Linked DNA regions of Sus scrofa: all the other regions are linked to region 1. Evidence: chromatin contacts called from public Hi-C and promoter capture Hi-C data. All regions are on one chromosome and are shown on one strand. The core of a region is the stretch at or near the end of the contact, and the rest is flanking DNA. Distances in the headings are between cores, read along the strand shown. Region 1 holds the start of GAS1 (growth arrest-specific protein 1). Region 2 has its middle 140 kb from the start of ZCCHC6. Region 3 has its middle 94 kb from the start of ZCCHC6. Region 4 has its middle 68 kb from the start of TRNAD-GUC. Region 5 holds the start of ZCCHC6 (terminal uridylyltransferase 7). Region 6 has its middle 120 kb from the start of TRNAD-GUC.

Region 1 (2,700 bases), core at 130-2,629:
GTTTCATCCCGGGCGTCCTGAGCTCAAACTAGGAGGGTTTCTGCAAGGAGTTTCTGGAGCCTGGAATGCGGGACAGGGAGGATGTCCAAAAAGTCCTGCGCGGGAGAGGAGGCGGGGGTCGTGCAAGAGTCGGGTGGGTGGGGGAGCCCGACTAGGCAGAATCTACCTAGAGAGCGTCCCCAACCACCCACCCTGTCCCCGAGCCACAGGTGTCCCGGCGCCCGCCCTCCCGCGGGCTAAAAGAGCAGCGGGAGCAGCAGCAGCAGCAGCAGCAAGATGGAGGCAAGCTGGGTCCAGACGCCTCGGGGCGCCGAGCGGCAGCCGCCGCTGCTGCTCCTGCGCCCGGACCCGTAGGGCAGGTCGCCGCGGCCGCCTGCCGCAGCAGCGCCGCCGCCCGGGCGCGGCGGGTGCGGGACGCCGTCGTCGTCGTCCAGCGGCTGCTCCCCGCCCGCGCCCCCAGCGCGCTGTTCGTCGTCATACTCCTCATCGTAGTAGTCGTCCAGGCCCCCGTCCGAGCCGCTACTGCCCGGGCCGTTGCCCAGCTCGGCGCCGAAGCACAGGCGGGCCATGTTCTCCTTGACCGACTCGCAGATGGGCCGCTCCAGGCCGTCGCACACACAGTCATTGAGCAGCGCCGCCTTGGGCACGGCCAGCATATCCTCGATGACCGTGCGGCACTCGTCGGTGCAGCGCAGCCCGTTGAAGAGCTTGCCACAGTAAGTCAGGTAGCGACTGAGCGCCAGGTTGCAGCGGCTGTCGCGGTCGCAGCGCCGCCGGGCCTCGGTGCAGCCCATGACCCCGCCCGCGCCCGGGCCGCCCGCGCCGCCGCCGCTCGTCCGGGGCAGGCACGGCTCAATGGCGCGCTTGGTGGACTTGCAGTTCTCATCCTGCGCGCAATCACAGTCTTCCAAGGCGGGCCCGCGGCGCGTGTGGTTGAGCTGAATGAGGGCCGAGATGCAATGGCTCGGACAGCGCCAGCGCGACGAGAAGGAGGCGGCGGAGGCAGGGAAGGCGGCGGCTGCGGCGGTTCCCGGCGCGTCGCCCCCGCCGCGCTGCGCCAGCACCGGCGCGCACGCCTCGGCGTACTGGTTGTAGGCGTAGCTGCACTCCGGCTCCCCCTGGCACTGCAGCAGCGCCTGCCAGCAGATGAGGCGGCGGCCGTGCGCCAGCCCCGAGCTCCGCGGCGCCGAGCCCAGCAGCTGCAGCAGCGCCATCAGGCACAGCCAGGCGCCCGGCACGGTTCCCCCGCGGGCCCCGCCGCCGCCGCCCAGCAGCCCTGCCACCATCGCGGGCAGCGGCGGCCGCCGGGCGAGGAGCGGAAAGGAGACGAGGCGCGGGGAGCGTCGGACGCGGAGCCGGCGGAAAAGTTTGCCCCTGTCCTGCCAACTTCTTGCATGAGTGTTTTCATAAATCCATGCGCGCCGCCGGCTGGTGCCCCGCTGCTTGCAGAAGGTCGGCTCGCACTCGGGCTGCGGGGGCTTCCTAGAAGTGCACGGCCACTGAGGGCTCCTCCGGTCGGCCCCCGGCGGTGGCGGGAGGCGCTCACTGCCGTCCCGGGGGGCTGCGGGCCGCGGGGCCGCGGCGGGGCTGCGGGACCGCGCGGCGCCGCGGGTGCATTTTGCTCCGCGCCTGCAGATCCGTTGTGCGGCCGCGGCGGCTCCTTCCTCCCGGGCTCAGCGCCGCGCCGCCGCCGCCGCCGCCGCGGTCTCTCGCATCGCGCCGCTTCCTGGCTCGCGGCCGGGCGCTGCCCGCCTTCCCGCGGCCGGGCCGCCCGCGTCCCCTCCCCCTCCGCCCGCGGCGACCCCGGCCTCGGCCGAGCTCCGGGGAGCTCTTTCCGGGAGGCGCGAGGAGAACGAGAAACTTGGCGCGGCCAGAGAGCGGCTCCCGGGCTTGCCTCGGCGGCGGCTTCTCGGGTGACAAGGAGCCCGGGGAGCGGATCCGCTGAGCCGGGCTGCGGACTCGCTCGCAGCGAGGCTTTAAATACAAAAGTGGGCCGGGAGCCCCCGCGTGGTGCCGCGGTGCCCCCTCATTATGCATGCATGGAAAAGCAAACAAACAAAAACATTAGCAACGCTCCTCCGGCTCTCCGAGCTCCGGCCCCGCGCGCTCCGAGCCTGCCCGCTTTCTCCTTTCTCCACTCTCTTTCGCCCTTTGCTCGGCCCCCTTTCCCGGCTTTTCGAGATGCTATTGGTCCCGCCTGTTGTTGTTGAAACTTTTTTTTTTTTTTTTTTTTACGAGCCGCTGGAGTGGGGTTGCGGAGTGGGGGAGGGCGGGGAGGGTGGTGGGCAGCTCACATTCAGGCATTCAGGGCCTGAAAGGAACGGCTTAAGGAGCCTGACAGAGGCCCGGGAGCTCCTCCTACTCTTAAGGAGGCTCAGATATGGAGCCCTCTGCTCGCAGCACAGAACCAGCGGGCAGGGCTTGGGGGCAGCTGCTTGCATCCGGCTCGGCCATGGTCCTTTTTGTTTGGTTCATTATACTGTGTGAGTTTTTTTTTCTTGGGGGGGGGCACTTTTATTAATTCTCCCTGGTCCCAATCTGTGCTTTCTACTGGCTTCAGAGTTCAGTTTGTTTTTCGAGTTTCCCATCTTTGCCGATCATCAACGGGGGTGGGTGTGCCGGGACCGGGGGGTGGGGGGTGGGAGGGAACTCAGAATTTAATGTGGGACTTTGAAACTTGAAAAAATAAAATCCAAATGC
Region 2 (2,775 bases), core at 226-2,725, 340 kb before region 1:
GGAGTGTGCGCCACTCCCACACCTTCTTCTTCTTTTTTTTTTTTTTTTGGTGTGTGTGTGTTTAGGGCCAAACCAGAGGCATATGGAGGTTCCCAGGCTAGGGGTCAAATCAGAGCTGTAGCCTCCGGCCTATGCCATAGCAATCCCAGGTGTGAGCCGAGTCTGTGACCTCCACCACAGCTCATGGCAACACCAGACCCTTAACCCGCTGAATGAGGCCAGGGATCGAACCTGTGTTCTCATGGAAACTTGTCAGGTTCGTTATCACTGAGCCACAACGGGAACTCCCTCCCATACCGTCTTCTGACAAAAGCCATCACTTTCTCTGTGTATCAAATCCTCCTTCTAAAAAAGGAGAACACCTAAAGCCAATTCGAATTTGAAAAGAGACTTCAACCCAGAGGCCATGTACTGTCTTTGATGCTTAGCTTTGCCATTTCCATTGAGAAGGCTCCTCAAGGTTTTGTTAGGATCCATCCTCAGATGTTTCTATATTGCCTAGTCCCCAGCCTTTGGCCCTCCTCAAAATGGGCTGGCTATCTGTTTGTTGTTGTTGTTGTTGTTGTTTGTTTGTTTGTTTTTGTCTTTTAGGGCCAAACCTTCGGCATATGGAATCTTCCAAGCTAGGAGTCAAATCAGAGCTGCCTCTGCTGGCCTACACCACAGCTCATGGCAATGCCGGATCCTTAACCCACGGAGCAGAGCCAGGGATCAAACCTGCAACCTCATGGAACTAGTCGGGTTCATTACCACTGAGCCACAATGGGAACTCCGCTGGCTCCCTATGGAGGGCCATGAAGCAGGGCTCGTATCTGTGACTTCTGGAGGAAATGTCACTGAGGGTCCTTTACTACCCAAGTCCTGTCGATGTGGAAGGATCTTAGCCCTTCCCATTGTAGCATCCGCAATAACAGCTGCTTTGTGTTTTCTGCTCAGATTCAGCTGAGGCTCATCGGAAATCAGATCTGATGAGGGCCCTCGTTCTGATGACTAGGCTAACCTCATCCGATCGGATTTCCAGTTAGTCAAGCTGGTGGCTGAGTCCTTTGTCCTGTTGTTTCCTTGAGACCAATTTGGAACTTCATGAATAATCCATGGGTATTAACCAGCTGCACACATACGGGCATTTCCACTGCGTCTTTGCCGTGGAATTTTAGATGGTTCCGATGTCATCCGTAAGCAATCAGGAAGAGCCAGGCTCTGACTGAAACTATCTAGAGAACTTTGAGGGTCCTTTCAAGTTTCCAAAGGGAAGGCATAAGTGGTCATAGCAGGGATATTTCCCCTGGAGAGTCTTTAACGTCATAGTTGGCAGCTGTATTACAGGGACGAAAAGCATATGAAGATATTTCCCCAGTTATTTGAAACAAAACTTTATGCCAGCTTCTTTTGGTTCTGCTGGTTTCTGTTGTTGCCTTAATCACCAAGTGGTGTGGGTTAAAACAAAAGCCATAATTAAATCGAAGCCAGTTTAGGGGGAAAAATTGGGCAACTCTTTGCTTAAACAGAAGCAGGTGGTGTTGGAATGCTCAGTGGAAGTGAGCTGTGAGGAGGGAAGGCAGATTTTTTTTTTTTCTCATTGAAAACAGTTAAAAATACTTGCGGTCTTTTGTGCCAGGCTGTGGTTGAGATATATACATATACACCTTAATTATATATAGATATGTATGTATTATGTATATACACACATTTATATATATATGAACCTGAGATAGATAGCTATCCATCTCAGTTTCAGAAAAACTGTGATGAAAATGCAATACAGTTTTAATTAGAGAGGGATCTTTTGTGGTAAGAGAGGGTGGAATTTGCTTCTGTGTCTGTGTGTGAGAGAGAGAGAGGGAGAGGGGGAGGCGGAGAGGAAGAGTTTATTTTAAGCGTTGTTGTAAATACAGTTGTTATATTCCAATTAGAAATGTGATTTCATTCCTACTCCATTCAGAAACTCATCTGCGCTGTAAAGAATGCCCATGATTTATGTAGCAAATTTTCACAATGGAAAAGAGGTTGGATGGAAGAAGCTGGCCACCACCTCATTGGCTGCCTGGGATGGGAGCGCTGATCTGGTTGACAAAGTAGGAATCCTATTCTTCCCTAATTGTTCTAGGATTTTCCTTCCTGTGTCTATGTGTTCGCTCCATGGAACGTTCTCACCGGGGTAACAGGTCTCCAGGCACATGAAGAGGAGCCATAACCCAACTGTGAAATGCCCATTTCCCTCAGATATTGCTGCAAGATAAAACACATGATGCCCAGATAAGTTCGAGTCACAGATAAATAATTGATACTTTTTCATTGTAAGTATAACCTAAGAAATATTTGAGGCTAAAAAATTTTTTTTTGGTCTTTTTAGGGCCGCACCCGTGGCATATGGTGGTTCCCATGTTATGGGTTGAATCGGAGCTGCAGCTGCCAGCCTACTCCACGGCCACAGCAACACTGGATCTGAGCCACATTGGTGCCCTAACTGCAGCTCATGGCAACACTGGATTCTTAACCCACTGAGCAAGATCAGAGATCGAACCCGCATCCTCATGGATCCTAGCTGTGTTCTTAACCTGGTGAGACACAGTGGGAACTCCCTGTCATTGGTACTTTTGACTTCATTAAATTCACAAGGATACCTGGATTTTTTATAGCTTCCACTTCTTTTTTTTTTCTATTTTATTTATTTATTTTTGCTTTTTAGGGCTGCACCTGTGGCATATGGAGGTCCCCAGGCTAGGGGTCCAATAGGAGCTACAGCTGCTGGCCTACACCACAGCGACAGCAACA
Region 3 (3,014 bases), core at 33-2,532, 390 kb before region 1:
TTGTTGAAGCATAGCTGATTTTACAGTTGTGTTAGTTTCTGGTGTATAGCAAAGTGAGTCAGTTTAATATATATATTCTTTTTCAGATTCATTTACATTATAGTTTATTACAAGTTATTGAATGTTGTTCCCTGTGTTATTACAGTGGGTCCTTGTTTTTCATCTGTTTTATATGTAATAGTTTGTATCTGCTAATCCCAAACTCCTAGTTTATGCCTCCCCCCTTCCTTTTTGATAACCATAAGCTTATTTTCTATGTCTGTGAGTCTGTTTCAGTTTTGTAAATAAGTTCATTTCCAGCATTTGATTACATATATTAATGTGATATTATATGATATTCATCTTTCTCTGACTTCACGTAATATGATAAGTATTAAGTACGTACATCCATGTTGCTGCAAATGGCATTAGTTCATTCTTTTTTATGGCTGAGTAATATTCATGTATATCTCACATCTTCTTTATCCATTCATCTGTCAATGGACATTTAGGTTGCTTTCATGTCCTGGTTATCGTAAACAGTGCTGCTGTGAACACCAGGGTGCATCTTTTTGAATTAGAATTTTGTCTAGCTCTATGCCCAGGAGTGGGATTGCTAAATCAGATGACCACTCTATTTTTAGTTTTTTAAGGAACCTCCATACTGCTCTCCATTGCGGCTGCACTAATTTACATTCCTGCCAACAGTATAGGAGGGAGGGTTCCCTTTTGTGAGAAGTTTTTAATGCCCCAAAACATTAATCCCAAGGCTTAATGCCAGGCACAATTTTAAATGCTTTACCTTATTGGCACGTTTAATCCTCATAATAGTCCCTAGAGGAGCTTTTCATTGTCCATGAACGAACTGGATGCACGTGAAGGTGGAGGGAATTGTCCATGTCAGTGAACGGCAGAGCTAAGGTTTGAACCCAGGCATCCTGTGGTCAGAGATTGTGCCTGTCACCATGATCCTGCCTTGCCTCTCAAGTTGTGATGCTGCCAAAGTTCTTAGGTCCCCGGGAGGAACATGATATAAAGTGCATTTCATTAAAAAAAAAAAAAAGATAGCCTCTTTGTTCCAAGTCTGTTCCAGGCTCAAGTGAATGTTTGACATTTGGTGTAAGAGTTAGTAAGTGGGATCCATCAAGGTACATACGAGTGTACTGGAGTCTTTTCTCTGCTGATTTCCTATCTCATAGTTCATGTTGCATGTAAAATACCTCTGGAGTTCTTTGCCCTCAAAAGTCCACACAAAGGGCCCATGTTTTAATGACGTCAAGTGATCAATCTTTGTACGGTAGTCTTATCACAAGTGTTACAAAACTATTTTTCCTGTGTTTTGAGTAGCTATCGAGACAGTTCCAGAGCCACAGCTAATTCCCATTTCTATGACGCTTCCTTAGCCTATGGTGGGTGTTCACGTCTAGACAGTCTGACCATAAAACTAAACTGGAAGATAAAGGACTGTGAACCTGGATCATGGATTTGGTTCCCAAAGCACCCCCGTAGTGTTCTTTCTTCTTTGTAATTTTCAATTGTGTTCATTAATTATGAAAGTAATACATAACTGTTGTCACAACTGAACTAATGTGAAGATATGTAAAAAACAGTACTTCCTCAACACACATGCACACGCATGCACACGCACACACACCTATACACACACACAATAGTAACAGCCAAATATTTATTTTTATATTTATCTTTCACATTTTCCCTATCTTAGTGAAAACATATACAAACGTAGATACATATATTGTTAAACACAGTAGTGTGCATTTTAAAAAAATTAACAGACTTCATTTCTAAAATGCAGTTTTAGGTTCACAACAAAATTGATTGGCAGGTGCATAGCGTTGCCATAAATCCCCTGCCTCTGCACAGCATAGATTCCCTACACAGAGTGGTACCATGGTTACAATCGTTACAATCGATGGCTACATCGCAGGCTACATGCAATGCATTTTTTTTTAATGTAACAATATATGATGTTCCCAATATTTGACTATTTTGATCCGTAAGATTGGTAATTTCACACAGTTCAAAATAATAGCAGGTCCATTGATAGAGATTTCAAAATATAGGGGTGTGTGTGTGTATTTTTTTTTTCTTTTTAAGGCTGCACCTGTGGCATATGGAAATTCCCAGGCTAGGGGTAGAACTGGAGCTGCAGCTGCCAGCCTATACCACAGCCACAGCAACACCAGATCTGAGCCGCCTCTGTGACCTATGCTGCAGCTTTCAGTAATGTTGGTTCCTTAACCCACTGAGTGGGACCAAGAGTTGAACCCACATCCTCATGGATACTAGTTGGGTTTGTTTCCACTGAACCACAATGGGAACTCCCTCAAAATAATTTAAAATAAATGCACAGATGCACAAAATTCTATCATGGTTATTTAACCATTTCCTTAGGGACAGTCAGATTGTTTCCAGTTTTGGGGAGCACAAGGCTTCAGTAATCATCCTTCACCATCTCTCTTTTTAAAAGAATAATTGTTCACAGCTCTATTCCATTTTCTCAGAACGTAACTTGGCACATGGAAAGTGTTCTCTAAACATTTGTTGAATGACTAAGCGAGTGAAGGGGCTCTGATGCTGTCTTGCCAGCTGCGTGGATCTTAGGCTGCTCATTTGCTTTGCTAACTTGCCAGTGGGTGGGACCATGGGTTCGGCACAGCCCTTCTTATTCTTTCTGCGTCCTCCTGCCATTCACTTCTACCTGTGGCAGCCAGTCAGTGTTTCTTATCACACTCACAGCTTCTTTTGTATTTCCTTTAAAAAACAGCTTTGTTGAGATAGAGTTCATATATCATACAGTTCACTCTATTTGAAGTAAAGGATTCTGTGGGTTTTCCACATGTCCACAAGTATGTGTAACCATTAGCACACTTTTAGAGCATTTTCATCACCTCAAAAAGAAATTCCATAGGTTTTATCTTTCATCACCCCCAGCCCTCCTTTCCCTCCATCTACCCTCACTCAGTCCTGAGAAACCACTAATCTACTCTCTGGTTTGTCTCTGTAGATGTTCC
Region 4 (2,858 bases), core at 223-2,722, 350 kb after region 1:
CCATCCACGCCCCTTGAAGGAAATCATGTGACAGAACAATCCAGGTCCTTCCCTCTATCCCTTTGCCTCTTTCTATAATTCCGCTCACCACAGCCTTCCTGAGCCATCGGATTGATCAGAAAGTGAATTCCCAGTAAGACTATCAGGACTGCTGTCCCCCATCCCCCGCCACCAATACTAGTATTTAACTAAAAGCATTTGATGTCTTCACCCAATTGTCACCATTTGGAGCCAAAATGGAGGAGAATTTGGGAGAGAGAAGAACACACTTAAAAGCAGGAACTGTTAAATAATCTTTTGTGGGTTTTTTAATTTCAACTCCTAGAAACCCCACATGCCACAATTAAAAGTGTGTGGTCTAAAGTTTGGGATTTTTAAGCACCCCAGTAGGCCAGTAGGACAGAAATGTTTAATCCAGAGCAACTTGTCTGTTCCCTTGAACAAAACTGTATAGATAACAGTCTCCTGTTTTTTTCCCAGAGTGTTTGCATGCTGAAAGAGCAGAGAACAAGCAAAGGAGAAACTTTCAAAGAATCTTTCTTGTACTCTTTAGCCAAACCTCTTGTGTTCTGAGACAGTCCACAGAAATTGTCAAATATGTTTAGAGTACGTCTATATGTTAGAGGAAGAATGAAGACAGATGATGAAAACTACATAAAATAGATATGGAGGAGTTCCCTTTTGGCTAGGGGGTTAAGAACCTGACTAGTATCCATGAGGATGTGGGTTTGATCGCTGGCCTCGCTCAGTGGGTTAAGAATCCAGCATTGTCTCGAGCTGCAGCGGAGGTCACGGACGAGGCTCAGATCTGTCATTGCTGTGGCTGTGGTGTAGGCTGGCAGCTACAGCTCTAATTAGACCCCCAGCCTGGGAACTTCCATATGCCGCAGGTGCAGCCTTAAAAAGAAAAAAAAAAAAGGAATAAGAAGAAATGGAGTTGGCCATCTTTTTAAAGACTCCCTTTGGCACAAATAGCACGTATTCCAAACACTGTCTTTGTCTTTGGATGTAGAATATCTTTTTTAGCAGGTTCCAGTCTTTTTGATCCATGGTTGTGTTAGTCATGATTTCGGTGTCCTGTGGGAGGAGGTGAGCTCAAGGTCCTTCTAGTCCGCTGTCTTGTTTTGTCCTCCCAAAACCTCCCGGGAAGGGATGCCATTCCCAGGAACCACATTGATAGAGGGCAAGTAACTTGACACCTATGTTGACCCAAACAAAGCAAAGCCAGTATCTCTTCAGTTTCCAGACTGTGTGCATCTGTCAAGCGATAACTGCAAAGCCGGTTTTTTCTGCTCTCAGCTTGTAGGCCAGTTTCCAGATGCTGAAACCCGGGGTCGCTGAAAGGGGAAAGCAAAGTACTTCAATGCAAAAAAAAAAAAAAAAAAAAAAAAAATGAACGGCAACATCACGCTTGTGCAACTCAGCTCGCATAAAATATGAATGTAGCTGAGGTTAGCGAGTCTCCAGAGGAATCTGGAGGGGTGAGCTTACCACAGAAAAATGCAGGCTCCAGCTTGAAATGCCTATAAAACTAACCGAAACCAAAAAAAGTACTTTTTTTTTTTAAACATACCAGGAAGAGTCACCATCAGACAATTGATGTCCATCAAAACTCACACTGGCTGTGATGCTTTCCTGACAGCTGCTACAGAAGGGTTGTCACCTTATTTCTTTGCTGACAAATCAAACAGGGGAGGGAGGGAATTAACACGTCAAAAAGAAGCGATGAGATTTTAGCAGGAGAAAAACATGCCGGCAGTGGTCATTCAAGGAACTTAACTACGAGCATTGACCATGTTTTGGTGCCGTTGTTGTTTTAGTTGCTTCAATCAGAGTTTTCAGGGAGGAGCTCCCATTGTGACTCAACGGGTTAAGAACCTGACTAGCATCCATGAGGATGCTGGTTTGATCCCTGGCCTCACTCAGCAGATTAAAGGGTCTGGCTTTCCTGAGGGCTGAGGTGTAGGTCACAGATGTGAATCAGATCCTGCGTTGCTGTGGCTGTGGTGTAGGCCGGAAGCTGCAGCTCTGACTCGACCCCTAGTCTGGGAACTTCCATATGCCACTGGTGTGGCCATTAAAAAAAGTAATTAATTAATTTAAAAAAAAGATTTGGGGGCATTCCCATCATGGCTCAGTGGTTAACGAATCCAACTAGGAACCATGAGGTTGTGGGTTCGATCCCTGGCCTTGCTCAGTGGGTTAAGGAGCAGACATGGTGTGGCTGTGGTGTAGGCAGGCAGTTGCAGCTCTAATTTGACCCCTTGTCTGGGTGGGAACTTCCATATGCTATGGGTGAGGCCCTAAAAAGAAGAAAATAAAAAATCATAGTTTCTCATGCATGAATTAAAAAAGCAGATGACTGATTGAAACTCATGTTCCAATATATTTTTTTTTCATTTTTAGGGCCACACCCACAGCATATGGGAGTTCCCAGGCTAGGGGCTGAGTCAGAGCTATAGCTCCACAGCTCACGGCAACACCAGATCCTTAACCCACTAAGCGAGGCCAGGGATCAAACCCTTGTCCTCATGGATACTAGTTGGATTTGTGGCTGTGGAGCCATTAGAGGAACTCCCTGTTCCAATAGACTGTTAGCCAGAGGTGCAGATGAGAGGCAAAGCTACTTGGCCAATTTTTCTCTGGAATAGACTAAGCCAGGTCTTCCACGTGACCAAGCAAGGGACAAGTGTGTGAGCCAATCGAATATAGGAGCCAAGCAAGGCTTTGTTTCAGCGAGGCCCCAATCTCCTTACAGGAGAAAGAAATTAGAATGAAATTAGGACCAAGCTGTCTAACTCATACTATGTAAAGACAAAGTTAACTACGAAACAGTCACCAAAGAGTAGAGAGCCAGA
Region 5 (2,752 bases), core at 9-2,508, 490 kb before region 1:
CATGCCAAGTACACAAAATACCACAGTTATTGCAAGATGCTCAAAAGCCTGTAAGAAAACTCTTCTTTTCCTAATTTCCGTCACATTCCAATAGTCAGTGCATTATGCTAGAAGTCAGGAGGCTTAATACCATAATATTCTTCATGAAATTAGTACTCGTTCTTTAACATAAAGATTAAATCTATGAGTCTGTCTTAAAAATTGGAGAATAAAAACACTGTCACTCATGACAAGCTGGTTGACTTTTTACCCATATAACTAAGGCTCTTCTTACAAAACAAAACAAAAAACAAACTTCACCCTAAGCCTATACTTTAGAGAACTCCCCAAACGGTCTTTTAAAAACAAGCTGACAATTATTTTTAAGTGTTATACAAAGTAACCGAAACTTTGTGAAGTAGTACATCTTATCGCCACTTTTCCATCCCTTCTCGGTATCCCGGGGCCTCCGCTCCGCTCACCACTGTTCAGAAGGCCCGACTTCTATAGCTTGGGCTTCGGAGGGGCTGGGCTCCCGACCAAGGCTCCGCTCTGGTCAGAGGGGCTGGCTTTCCGACCGATGGACAAGTCCAGCTAACCTGCCCAGTCCTCATCCTCAACTCCAAACAAGTTTGGTTTTGTCACGAACAGAAATTCTCCCTCTTCGATCCCCATGTGACAGCCCCACCTCCGATCTGCCTCAGTTTCCACTCTTCGGGTCGGAGGCGGAGAAATAGGAGGCGTCTCCGCACTCCTGGCCACGAAGCCACCGCGGGGACCAGGAAGCAGGAAGTGACCTGCCTCCTCGATAGGGTTCCGGGGTCCCCCCGGCAAAACAGGGGGCCGGGAGCGAGTGCCTCCACCGAGATTCCTGCTTCTCTAGTCCCCGTAGGGTCTGACACAAAGTGAAGATGCGGACTCCAGCCCGAGAGCTCAGTCCCCACCGGCCCGGGGGCTCCCGGGTCCTCACAACTAGGGCGAGGAGGACGGCAGAGGATGAAGCCAACGTATCTCCCCTCCTGGGCCCGCCCGCTACTCCGGAGACCCGAGAACCCACCGGAGACCCACCCCAGACGCGAAACTGAGAAAGACACAGGCGAAAAGGCGCCCGGGAGCACTCACCACCTCCGCCGCGGTCCCCCGCCTCTTCCTGTCCCGACCAGGCTCCCTCTCCGTGTTTTCCTTCAGCCCCACTTCCGGCGCTCAGCGCTGTCTCATTGTGCGCGATTGGGAGCCGGCCTTGCCTCCGCCCGAGCGCTCAGCCGCGCACGCCGGAAACGCCCGCCGCCCCGCCCCTCTTGCTTCCGCCGCCGCCGCAGCCTCCTGCGCGCAGGCGCTTTCCGGGTGGGACGTCGGGTCGTGTTCTGACAGCTAGCACTCCACTCTTGTTTGCTGCGTGCGTTCGTCGCTTGGCCCGCTTGCTGTTCTCGCAAAAGCGCGGGGCAGAGGAGAGAAAGAAGCCTCTCGTTCTCCGAGAGAGACGCAGAGGCCGCAGTCAGGGCCTGGATATACTCGGAGGCTCGGCTTCTCCTCTGGGTGCTCCTTGTTGCTTCCAGGGAAAGTTTAGTCTGGATCTGAGGCCTCGTGGCGCTCTTCCTGGTTTTTCAATTTTGGTAATTCGAGGGAATGAATGTCTCAGTGAGGTCTTAATTGCCGACCCTCTAGAAACGCCAGCGTTTAAGCTTCCACTGTACACCCAGATCTCAGTGTGTTCAAGGGAAATGCTGTGCTTTTTTCTTAGTCCTCAGATTAACTTCTCTTAAAAACAAAACCGTGTTTTGAAGAAAATGTATAATCGCAAAGGATAACCAAGGACGGTCATACTAGAATTTTTGAACAGAGAATTTTTTAAATGAAACTAGCAAACGACCTGGGTGGGTTTTTTCCCCCCTCTTTTTGTTTTGACTGTTACCGTCAATGCTATCTGCCTTGTTCTAAATACTTCGAAAGCCTCGAGCAACTAATAAAATTAGAGCGTTGAAAAAATGTGACAGCTTTGATTTCTCTGCTTTTTAAGAGCATTCAAATTTAAATCCATGAGATTCTGGAGGGATAATGGTCTTAAAAGGAGCACATTAATACTGGCTGTTGCCAAGGCACTGTTCTGACAGCTTTACAAGTAATTACTCACTTAATCCGCACAACAACTCCTCTAGAATATCATTATCCTCACTTTAAAGGTGGAGAAATAGAGTTTGTGGTGAAGTAAATGGCACCGCTGGAATCCAAACCCTAATGAAGCAGAGTCTCTTCTTAACCACTGTCTATACTAAAGGTAATTTAAAACAGGTAGGTACAACTTCTGTATAATGCCTTATCTAGATGCTTTGGTTCTGAATATACGTGACAATCAAGCCAATCTTTTCAACAGGCTGACAGTGGTGTTTTTATAGAGTCCAAAAAGCGTGATGATACATGATTACATTTATTATATGCAATACTAATGCTACCACACCCAGTCAGGGAATACTGTATGGAAGAACTGGTTCAGGAAACATCAGCCTCAAGTGTCTAGAATTTTAGAGTAGCAGTTGATAATGCTTTTTAAGGCTTTAATATTTTTTATTTGCGTTTTCTTCAGTGTGTTTCCCAAAGCCTAACTTCTATTCAGAATGTGCTTTTAAGATTCCCCTTGAGGCTAAATGAGGCTCTGTAAAACAAGACACAGTGCTAATCAAAAGATATTGACAGATAAAATATCTCTTTTTGTCCGTATTGTACTGTAATGGGAACTTAAATTGGTCACAGGGATCTGTAAAATCCAGTGGAAACA
Region 6 (2,783 bases), core at 5-2,504, 410 kb after region 1:
TCATTGACATAAAGACAGGGGTGGGAATTGGGGTTCCCCTGTTTTCCTGCACTGACCTCCCCACCCGCTTTCTAAGGGTCTAAATCAAACCCCTTATCCCCTCACCTCCCACATTATTTTGAAACCAAATTCAATTAACCTTGAGCTCAGGAGTTCCCATCGTGGCTCAGCCGGTTAAGAACCCGACTAGTGTTCATGAGAACGCGGGTCTGATCCCTGGCCTCGCTCAGTGGGTTAAGGATGCGGCGTTGCCAGGAGCTGTGGTGTAGGTCACAGATGCAGCTCAGATTCCGCGTTGCTGTGGCTGTGGCGTAGACCTGCAGCTACAGCTCTGATTTGATCCCTAGCCTGGGAACCTCCATATGCTGTGGGTGCGGCCCTCAAAAGACAAATAAATAAATAATGAAATAAACAAGGTTGAGTTCAAAAAAAAAAACAAAAAACATGGTTTCAGGACAACCAAGGACTTTAAAGTTTCTGACCTTGCCTCGGGCCGTGTGACAAGTACACTAGAGTGGCCCCCGGGGGGTAATTTTGTAGACAGTCTCGGCTCTCTGCTGTGCTCTCCAATCCCCTCTGTGTGCTTGTGGCTGCACCAACCCTGCTCCTGGGGCCTTCGCTCACTCCCCAGAACCCCAGTTCCTTTGGAACTTATCAAGAGAGGTGGGTTCTCTAGGCATGATTCTCAGCTGAACCCCCATCCTCTCTGGGACCTGGCTGAAAGGGGGGCCCTGAAGCCCTACTCTCCTGGGCTCCCTTTGGCCTGGAACTCCTGTCTGGGTACTCAAGCTCTTCAGCCAAGTTAGGTCAAACTGGGATAAAAGACAGGTCACTCTCTTTGCACTATTCAGCCAGAAAGCCGAGCAGTTGACCACAACGCGAAGCCTGACCTTGAATTCCCATCGTGGGACCTCAGTTCAGCAGTAACGAACCCGACTAGTACCCATGAGGACTCGGGTTCGACCCCTGGCCTCGCTCAGCAGGTTAAAGGATCCTGCATTGCTGCAAGCTATGGTGTAGGTGGAAGACACAGCTTGGATCCTATGTTGCTGTGGCTGTGGCGCAGGCCAGCATCTGCAGCTCTGATTCCACCCCTGGCCTGGGAACCTCCCTATGCTGTGGGCGCATCCCTAAAAAGACAAAAAAAAAAAAAAAAAAAAAAAAAAAAAAAAAAAAACAGCACAGGAGAGGTTCCAGAAAGGCTTCTAAACAAACAACTGACAGATCCGGAAACAGGCAGATCTTCAACAGCCAGTGTCATTTTTTATAGCACCTTGAAGTTAAAATGATGTTTAATTATGTGAATGAATGAATTCCTGTTTTACAAGTGAGTCCCAAACATCGGTTTTATTCCCAAGTAACATTCAATGCGCTTTATAACAAACTTTTCACAGAACCAAGGAAAAGAAATGACTCACAATCATAATAAAGTTGGGTCCTCTCCCTTCCCTTGGCAAAGCAGATCGTCTCCGTAAGTCAGTTTTTCTAAATTACCGTGTGTGTGCGTATTTTTTCTTAGCCAAGAAAATAATCTCAAGAGAACACAGCTATGGGTCCCAGTGTCTCCAAGGACAACGGAACATGAGTCTCAGGTTCCGTGTTAGAAATTTTTTCTCAGAAGAGTCTTAAGAGATTTTTGCTGCTCTCTTTGGGGTTATGCATGATTCATTTGCTTTTTTCATCTCCCATATTTTGTGTGTTGACTATCGTGTGACCAAAATCCATTTTAAGTCAGGGGAAACTGGCTTAGCTGTTTAACTTTGGGGATTTCTCTATGAGACCTCTTTTATCACCAGGTAAATTAGGGCCCATGTATCATCAAAGCCAAGAAAACATGGCAAAGCCAGAGTATTTAAAAACAGCTGCAAAACTGGGAATTAAAAAGGGGGGGGGAGCAGAAAACTTTTAAAGACAGTCCAGGAAGATGAGGCAAGTTTGGAATTTTTTTTTTTTTTTTTTGTCTTTTTGCCTTTTCTAGGGCCGCTCCCGCGGAATATGGGGGTTCCCAGGCTAGGGGTCCAGTTGGAGCTGTAGCCACCGGCCTACACCACAGCCACAGCAATGCAGGATCTGAGACACATCTGCAACCAACACCACAGCTCGCAGCAATGCCGTATCCTTAACCCACTGAGCAAGGCCAGGGATCGAACCTGCAACCTCAAGGCTCCTAGTTGAATTCATTAACCACTGCGCCATGACAGGAACTCCTGGAAATGTTAATAAAATATGGAGAAGTGAAACCATAACGAAGTTCAATGTTGTACAACACAACGTGTTTTTCTCTGAAACTGCATTTCTTCTTTTTGCTTGTTGGTTTTTGGGGTTTCGGTTTTTTTGTTTTTTTTTGGTCTCACCCACGGCATGTATAAGTTCCTGGGCCAGGGATAAGACCCGAGCCACAGCAACGACACAGGCTGCTGCTGTGTTAACGCCAGATCCATAACCCACCGCACCCGCCATAACAGTATTCCTGAAACGGCATTCCTTTGGTTTGTTTGTTTGGGATTTATTTTTGGCTGTGCCTGCAGCATGTGGAAGTTCCCAGGCCAGGGATCAAACTCCCACCACAGCAGCCATCCAGGCCAGTGCAGTGACAACACCAGATCCTTAACCTGCTGCACCATAAGAGAACTCCTAAAACTGCATTTCTGATGCTCATATGCACGTCATCTGGGTCAAAACGTCCTGCTACTCTCCCCATTGTTATCCATAAAGACTTTTCCCAAAGTTCCCAATATTAAGATATATTTAGGAGTTCCTGTTGTGGCTCAGCAGTAATGAAC

Evidence for each region. Promoter capture Hi-C pulls out the DNA fragments that hold promoters and counts their contacts. A called contact is a pair of places that touch in the nucleus more often than the background predicts.
Region 2: a Hi-C map of omental adipose tissue shows a contact between it and region 1, with 1.7 times the contacts expected there. The contact joins the enhancer-like site here to the promoter of GAS1 in region 1. A contact is called at or near these places in 1 of 5 promoter capture datasets (liver), 4 of 47 Hi-C or Micro-C datasets (embryonic fibroblasts, fibroblasts, heart right ventricle and 1 more) and 1 of 2 datasets of contacts at active chromatin or transcription factors (skeletal muscle).
Region 3: a contact with region 1 is called in a promoter capture Hi-C map of liver, with 10 times the contacts expected there. The contact joins the enhancer-like site here to the promoter of GAS1 in region 1. A contact is called at or near these places in 2 of 5 promoter capture datasets (fetal skeletal muscle and liver), 11 of 47 Hi-C or Micro-C datasets (embryonic fibroblasts, fetal skeletal muscle, fibroblasts and 4 more) and 1 of 2 datasets of contacts at active chromatin or transcription factors (skeletal muscle).
Region 4: a promoter capture Hi-C map of fetal skeletal muscle shows a contact between it and region 1, with 5 times the contacts expected there. The contact joins the enhancer-like site here to the promoter of GAS1 in region 1. A contact is called at or near these places in 1 of 5 promoter capture datasets (fetal skeletal muscle), 7 of 47 Hi-C or Micro-C datasets (embryonic fibroblasts, fetal skeletal muscle, omental adipose tissue and 3 more) and 1 of 2 datasets of contacts at active chromatin or transcription factors (skeletal muscle).
Region 5: a promoter capture Hi-C map of liver shows a contact between it and region 1, with 5 times the contacts expected there. The contact joins the promoter of ZCCHC6 here to the promoter of GAS1 in region 1. A contact is called at or near these places in 1 of 5 promoter capture datasets (liver) and 1 of 2 datasets of contacts at active chromatin or transcription factors (skeletal muscle).
Region 6: a contact with region 1 is called in a Hi-C map of omental adipose tissue, with 2.6 times the contacts expected there. The contact joins the enhancer-like site here to the promoter of GAS1 in region 1. A contact is called at or near these places in 3 of 5 promoter capture datasets (fetal skeletal muscle, liver and skeletal muscle), 18 of 47 Hi-C or Micro-C datasets (embryonic fibroblasts, epiblast stem cells, fetal heart ventricle and 11 more) and 1 of 2 datasets of contacts at active chromatin or transcription factors (skeletal muscle).

What each region holds. Positions count from the first base shown.
Region 1 is chr10:28,507,847-28,510,546 of Sscrofa11.1, reverse strand. It overlaps GAS1 (growth arrest-specific protein 1), which reads right to left and starts at 1,379. Exons shown (of 1, transcript XM_021064627.1): 1 at 1-1,379. The coding sequence starts at 1,286. The coding sequence ends at 237.
Region 2 is chr10:28,851,636-28,854,410 of Sscrofa11.1, reverse strand. No RefSeq gene overlaps it. Among named protein-coding and RNA genes, the nearest start is that of ZCCHC6, 140 kb to the left of the region's middle. Within about 2 kb of position 1,475, at least 6 of the 83 cell types and tissues checked have an H3K27ac peak or open chromatin away from gene starts, as enhancers often do. A contact at or near this core is called in embryonic fibroblasts and omental adipose tissue, where this site is marked.
Region 3 is chr10:28,899,854-28,902,867 of Sscrofa11.1, reverse strand. No RefSeq gene overlaps it. Among named protein-coding and RNA genes, the nearest start is that of ZCCHC6, 94 kb to the left of the region's middle. Within about 2 kb of position 1,282, at least 1 of the 83 cell types and tissues checked has an H3K27ac peak or open chromatin away from gene starts, as enhancers often do. A contact at or near this core is called in liver, where this site is marked.
Region 4 is chr10:28,155,300-28,158,157 of Sscrofa11.1, reverse strand. No RefSeq gene overlaps it. Among named protein-coding and RNA genes, the nearest start is that of TRNAD-GUC, 68 kb to the left of the region's middle. Within about 2 kb of position 1,472, at least 20 of the 83 cell types and tissues checked have an H3K27ac peak or open chromatin away from gene starts, as enhancers often do. A contact at or near this core is called in embryonic fibroblasts, fetal skeletal muscle, omental adipose tissue and 1 more, where this site is marked.
Region 5 is chr10:28,994,070-28,996,821 of Sscrofa11.1, reverse strand. It overlaps ZCCHC6 (terminal uridylyltransferase 7), which reads right to left and starts at 1,258. Exons shown (of 27, transcript XM_013989710.2): 1 at 1,102-1,258.
Region 6 is chr10:28,102,517-28,105,299 of Sscrofa11.1, reverse strand. No RefSeq gene overlaps it. Among named protein-coding and RNA genes, the nearest start is that of TRNAD-GUC, 120 kb to the left of the region's middle. Within about 2 kb of position 1,254, at least 8 of the 83 cell types and tissues checked have an H3K27ac peak or open chromatin away from gene starts, as enhancers often do. A contact at or near this core is called in omental adipose tissue and retroperitoneal adipose tissue, where this site is marked.